Regions from separate parts of the Mus musculus genome. Here region 2 is linked to region 1. Evidence: chromatin contacts called from public HiChIP or PLAC-seq data. All regions are on one chromosome and are shown on one strand. The core of a region is the stretch at or near the end of the contact, and the rest is flanking DNA. Distances in the headings are between cores, read along the strand shown. Region 1 overlaps Sec62 (SEC62 homolog (S. cerevisiae)). Region 2 holds the start of Gpr160 (G protein-coupled receptor 160).

What was found. HiChIP or PLAC-seq counts read pairs in DNA pulled down with a chosen protein or histone mark.
Region 2: a contact with region 1 is called in an H3K4me3 HiChIP or PLAC-seq map of intestinal villus epithelium, with 9 read pairs. The contact joins the promoter of Gpr160 here to the enhancer-like site in region 1. A contact is called at or near these places in 1 of 39 promoter capture datasets (macrophages), 2 of 15 datasets of contacts at CTCF or cohesin (CD8 T cells and the NIH/3T3 cell line), 2 of 484 Hi-C or Micro-C datasets (CD8 T cells and centroblasts), 4 of 115 datasets of contacts at active chromatin or transcription factors (CD8 T cells, embryonic stem cells, intestinal crypt epithelium and 1 more) and 2 of 9 other capture datasets (adipose tissue and liver).

The regions. Positions count from the first base shown.
Region 1 is chr3:30,811,555-30,814,856 of GRCm38.p6, forward strand. It overlaps Sec62 (SEC62 homolog (S. cerevisiae)), which reads left to right. Exons shown (of 8, transcript NM_027016.2): 6 at 742-802; 7 at 2,680-2,799. Among named protein-coding and RNA genes, the nearest start is that of Sec62, 20 kb to the left of the region's middle. Within about 2 kb of position 1,552, at least 18 of the 459 cell types and tissues checked have an H3K27ac peak or open chromatin away from gene starts, as enhancers often do. A contact at or near this core is called in intestinal villus epithelium and liver, where this site is marked.
Region 2 is chr3:30,854,612-30,857,861 of GRCm38.p6, forward strand. It overlaps Gpr160 (G protein-coupled receptor 160), which reads left to right and starts at 1,339. Exons shown (of 4, transcript NM_001134385.2): 1 at 1,339-1,634. It overlaps Gm42199 (a long non-coding RNA gene), which reads right to left and starts at 1,198. Exons shown (of 3, transcript XR_880730.3): 1 at 1,008-1,198.

The sequences.
Region 1 (3,302 bases), core at 302-2,801:
ATTGCCCATTGTACCAGGAAAGAGAGATAGATCTATTAGGGAAGAAAGCAAGCTGAACAAGCTTGCCATCTTGAAAAGGCCAGGCTGTGCATGTGCACGTGCGCGCACACACACACACACACACACACACACACACACACAAGAAACACTGTATCTCCAGACTTAAAATTGGAAATTTCCCTTTTATTAAACATAGGTTTTTAAGCTGAATATGGTGGTGTACACCTTTAATCCTAGCACTTGAGAGACAGATCTCTGTGAGTTTGAGGCCAGCCCCTGGTCTGTATAGTCAGTCAGTTCAAGGCTAGCCAGGGCTGTTATATAAAGAAACTCCATCTAAAAAGGGTGGGGGGATGTTAGAGGGTTGGGGTTTTTTGTTTTGTTTTTGTTGTTGTTCTTAAAGTGGTTACTAGCAAAACTAATGTTTTAAAATCTGATTCCCAAGAAAAATATAAACAGTAAAACAGGTTTATTCAGAACCCCAAGTGTTAGAAAAATACAAATTAATCAGAAAAAAATAAAGGGACTTGTTCAAAATATACTAAGAAATGGAAAAATACTGTAATTTAGAGAAGCTAGAGCTAGGAATACCGGTCTTTTAATGGCTGAGTGTAGTCTTAATTGGAAAGGGAGAGTTTAGAGTGTTCAGAGATGGAGACTGGGGAACTGCAGTAGAGAAGTAAACTTATTACTAATGTGACCTTAGAACTTTTAAGCATTGAGGTTTCTTGATTCTTCTAGGTTTTTGTGTGGATCTATGACCCAGTTCACATTAAAACATTTGTCATGGGATTAATTCTTGGTAAGTAGGAGAATATAAGTAGCTTTTTAGTATACTCTAAACTTTAGAGGACAAATGCAGGGCCTCAAAAAATACTTTTAAATTTAAAACAAAGTAAGAACTCTTTAAGAGGATATTTTAAATAAAGTTAGAAGATAAGTAACAAACTCAAATTATTTGCAGCAGCTAAATCATTTTTAAGGTATTAACATGGTAGAACAAGATAAATGTAGCTCACAGGAAAACACACCGACCATTCACCTGGTTAAGGATAAATCAGATACAGAGTGAAGTAACAAAGATTAAGATTTCAGAAATTGACACTGAAGTCCTGGGGTGGAGGGAACACTCCAACAATTGATGATGGTGCCTTCCTTTTTCTTTCTTTCCAGCAGGCAGTTTGGCAGTGCCTTCACATTGTAGGTGCTAGCACACCGCTCCTGTAAATCCTGTAGGGTTTCCCTTATGTTCCTTTTCATGGACACAGCCAAACAAAGCAATATTCAAATTTTAAATGCTTGTATCTTTTGGCCTACCAATTCCATTGAAAGGAATTCATTGTTATGGCTTTTTGAGTGTCATTAGTTTTTGTTTATTGTTAGTGTCTGGGATCAAACCCAGGGTCTTACACGTGCTAGACAAGCACTTCACCACTGAGCTCCATCCCCAGTCTAGAAGTCAGTCTGTTACATAATCCCAGTCATATGATGTCCATGTGCGAGTAGACTTGCAGGAGGATTGTCTCTTATCATGTAAAACTGAAAGTAGTCCCCACTCCTTGGGAGGAGAGTAAACATTGGCAGTGTAAGAGAACAGCATGCAGCCTTTGAGATAGGAAAAGAGAGCTGCCAGAGCGGAAGTTGCATACTTTCCTCTAGTTAGAAAAGGGTATTTGTCACTAATCTGTATTGTAAGTGAGCAGTCTCTGGGAATAGGATAAGCTTTATAGTGTTTACCGCTGAACAGTGGGACAAAAACTCGATGATTCCATCTTCACCATAGCCTTTGACTCGTTGTTTATATTGTGATCAAACTTGTGTATATATATATATATTTTTAATTTGGGGGACAAAAATGGGTGGGAAAGAATAATTGAACAGATAGCAAAAACATACTATCTAAAATATGATTGGTTAATAAGATATTTTAGGATCCCATTTAGAGAAACTTATAGTAAGAGTTAAAACTTAGTTAAACTCAAAAGGCTCATGCTGTGGATTGCTTCCAGTGTGGTAGTCACTTTGTCATAAAATCCTTGTGACGTCTCATTCCAGCAAGAACAGGCACTTATCAAGATAAGGTAAATTAACTTTGGAAGGGTTACTTAGCTAACGTGTGGTAGAGCAAGAGTCCTGTTCTTAATGATAAAGACTTAAAAGACTTAATAACCAGTCTTCTCATTTAACAGTTTTCCAAGAGGCCCTACCATAAGTGCAAAAAACAAACAAACAAGCAAACAAACAAAAAATCCTAGAGATGCTTATATAATTTCCCCAACCACTCTGACCTTTTTTTTAAAAAAAAGCTTTGTGAATCTGATTTCCCTGGAGTGGGAGGTGGGGTGTTCTTTGGTTTTGTTTTGATCTAGGTTTCCCTACTCCTAATATTAAAATAATATTAGCTTCAAAATGACAGTAGTTGGTCATTTAAGGAGTAGTTTTAATTTCTAGATAGTATTTTTTATAATTAAATGTAATTTAGGTTTAAAAAATGCTAACCTAGTTTAAGAACAGTATAAAATGTTATGTTAAATCACATGAAATTGCTGATAATTCATTATTCCTATACAAATGTTACTTTTTTGTCTCCATTTTCAAGAATATGTTCACTGTTGATTGTAATGAGGCCATTAAAGAATTTATTCTAAAAGTTACTCTGTAACTCTGTCATTTCTCCAGTGATTGCAGTAATAGCAGCCACCCTCTTCCCTCTCTGGCCAGCAGAAATGAGAGTAGGTGTTTATTACCTCAGTGTGGGCGCAGGCTGTTTTGTAGCCAGCATTCTTCTCCTTGCTATTGGTAAGTCTTAATAGTGATACTGATCTTGGTATAAGGTAGGTATTTGCATGTAGACTTTTTCCTGGAGCTCCAGTGTAGCTAAACAGCAGAATTAATGCATATAAGTCAAGAAGTGTGCCGTCCTCCTCAGACAAATCAAGAGTTCAGACATGACTCCGTTGGCGCTGATCTGGAATCTGCTCTAGCTTTTCAAACGTTCTTGTTTTGTTAATACTATATTTGATAAACATAATTCAGCACATTATAAAGTATGATTTATTATATATATATTTGTATTTGTATTATAGAATGATTAAATTAAGTTAAAATATTTATTGCCTTGTTTGGCTATCTTTTTTTTACAGTGAGCCTTTTGAAATTTACTGTTATTTTGATATATATAATATATTACTATATTTTAATCTTCATGTAAATGTGTTTTAAAATTAGCTAAAGTGGCCATTTATTTTTGCAGTAGTGAATCATTATTAGATATTTGAAATAAAATAAATGTAACTTGTATT
Region 2 (3,250 bases), core at 89-2,588, 43 kb after region 1:
GTATGTAGTCGTCCCAACACCTCTAGATGGGAAAGGTCTCGGGACAGCTATTAATAATACATTTGGGGATGGAAGAAGAGAGTGGGCTCAGCCTCCTGGACCATTGAGAAAGGCACTGGGAGAGTGTAGGCTGGCTCCTAGGAGCTACCGCTCCAGCCCTCTTCTAGCAAGGCACCACTCCACCGAAGGATGGCACTGCCTGCTCTGTCAAGCCTAGCAGGCAAGGTTGTTGTACAGTTAGTTAGTTTAGAGAGATGTATGGCTGGCTCTGTTTGATGTTCACACTCCAGAGATGGTGGCTGCTGTTTTTTTTAGACCCATGAACTAACTGCATACCTACTATTGTTCCTTCCCTCCTTCTCCACAAAAGGGATTCCCCCAGCCATTTCTGGCAATCTTCCATCTCTGCCCCTGGGGAGCTCTGGGCTGAAGCACCTCACAACCTCACTGGATTTCATCATTTCTCCTTTCTTCCAGGATGTTTCCTCTGAGCTGGGAGATGGGCACACCCCAGTTCCCCTTACAGCCCATATTTAACAGCCAGGGTACCTTTACTGCCCTGTCAGGCCATTTCTGAGTTCCTGGCAAGGTCAGTTCAGCCCCAGCGGGAGGTGGAAAGGCCTAGACTACAATTCCACTCATGGATCCCCTTAGAGAGCAGTGGGAAACAAGCAAGCTTGCCATGTGCTAAATGTTTAAATAACTAACAGGCCATAGGCTCTCAACAAATATTTGCTGAGTTAATACAGGCCGGCAAAGAAAGAAATGCAATATATGTTATCGCAGACTTTAATTTTGAAAAATCAGAATTTATAGTGCACTAAGGTAACTGCTTAGTGGCTCAAGTCTTGTGGTCTTGGGAGCATATTCGTCTGCAGACTGAAAGGTAAACTTGAGAAACTAGCTACAGAGCAAGAGGTGGTGGGTGACACAACGGCAGTTAGGAGCATTTCAAACTGGGATTAGATCCTCAAAGCCTGACACACTAGGAAAGAGTTTCCCCTCACCCTGCAACTCCTGCAATCTTCTGCCTACTCAGTCGGTCAACTCGGTCGCCTCTTGTCGCCCAACCCGCAGGGGGCGTCCTACGCACTGTCAACTCGGAAGTGCCCGCATGCAAGCTGTTTTTTCCAGTATGAGCTAGATGGAAGACCACAGTGTGGAGTCACGCACCTTACCCTGAGCAGTCTGGGCCTGACTACTGAAAGAAAAGAAGAGCATCCGGATTACTCCCGCAGTAACCAAAGACAGGAGGCGGGGCGGGGCGAGCGGAGGTGAGCCTCGCGTGGCCCCGCCCCTCGAGGGGACTCACCTGGGGCGGGCGGGGCGTGGGTGGGCGGGGCGAGCGGAGGTGAGCGACGCGCGGACCTGCCGCTCAGGCAGTTACGGAGGTTGGTGGCTTTTGGCTACTCACGCTACGCCAGGGACTGAGGAGTGCCAGCTGAGGTGAGCGCACGACTCGTGGAGGCCACTGGCCGGTCGCGTCGCGACGAGGCTTCCCTTCCTAGGACTCGGGGTGACGCTGCGGTGCGGAGCGGGAAGCCACCGCCGACGTCTGTGGCGGACGAGGGCAGTGTCCCACGGGCGCCCGGTTCCCCCGGGGCGGCTCCCAGCCTTCTGCAGCAGGCAGAGAGGTGAGGTGGGTGTGTGGCGTTCCTCGCGGACTTCCCGGCACTTGCGGGCACTTGCAGGGCGGTTGAACCCTGCCCGGGCGCACCGGGTCACTGCTGCTCTGCAAGGGCGGTTGGTACTGGAGCGGGGCGGCTGGCTCGGGGACCCGCCCTGGGGAGCGAGGCTTAAGCAACTTCTCTCCTTCTGCGGTGGTGGCCAAACGGTGGCAACCCTCCACCATGTCCCTGTTCCCCTTCGTCTCCAACTTGTGCAAATGATCTGATTAGGGCGTTGTTCCTTAGATCCCAGAGGTAGATCATGCCCACAGTGACAGAGGACACGCGAAAAGTGGTGCTTTATATTTATGAATGTATGCTAGCACATATTGGCATGACCTATACCTAGCATTTCCTTGTGAGTCAAGTTTTTAAGTTAACAGGTTACCTCCTATGAGAATGCCAAGTAAAATGAGAGCCCTAACAGCAAAACTTGTGGAACTTGACTGTGCCCTGGTTTTGGAATGTTCTGGATTTTGAGGAAATATTTTTAGTTTTTGAAAGGGTATCATAATTACATTTTACCATTTTAAAACATTTCTCTCTGTGTGTCTGTCTGTGTTCTGTCTTCCTGTGTGCACACACGTAAAAGAGGACAGCTTTCAGGAATAGTCTCCTCGTGTGTCAGTAGTTGCATCTCAGGTATTCTGACTTCTGGCAAGAGTCCTTAGCCCCTGTGCCATTTTGGCTGGCTCCATAATTAGATTACTTAAAAAACTGATCTTTTAGAATAACTGACTGAAGTTAAAATGTAAACTGAGGATTTGTTTCATTTTGGGGGTCTGGAGCACACTGGGCTATGAGAGATTGACAGTCAAAGAGGGATTTTAGGAATGCAAGTCCTTTCTCTGTCTAGTTTTGCAATTGTTTGATATTTCCCTTTAAAAGTTGCAACACTACCTTTTTTTTCCCCCAGAAGGTTAGTCACCACAGGTGATTCTAGTTTCAGATTCTATATCATATATAATTATGTTTCATAAATTGGATGTGAATACTGCCTCATCAGACTGATCAGAAAGGTCACAGTTTCTGCCCCGCCTCCCTCTAACACACACAAGAAGGCACACGGCACACGTGTATGTTAAATAGATTGAGTGGATGCTGGCTCAGCTTTTTTCACACACACACACACACACACACACACACACACACACACAGAGAGAGAGAGAGAGAGAGAGAGAGAGAGAGAGAGAGAGAGAGAGAGAGAGAGAGAGAGAGAACAAACAAACAGGGTTAGGTTGCCTCCAGTCAGGCAGTTTTGTATCAAATGTGTTAGCACTTTTTCCAATGGCTCAAATCCCTTCTAAGTTATACTCAGCAGAAAAACAGGCCCAGGCTTCCGGTGTGGCTCAGCAGTAGAGCATTTGCCTGACATGCTCCAGGGCCTGGGTTGGGTCTCCAGGACCCCTCAGCTCCCCAAAAGAGACCAGAGTGAACATTCATATGGTCTGCTTGTATTGTCATATGTGCCTCTGTAATATTCTGTATGTCAAAAGTTTATTCAATGATGACGACAGCCTAAAATGAACGGGGATGTACTTAATCCTTGAAAAAAGATCTGTATTGTTTTCTATATTTACTCC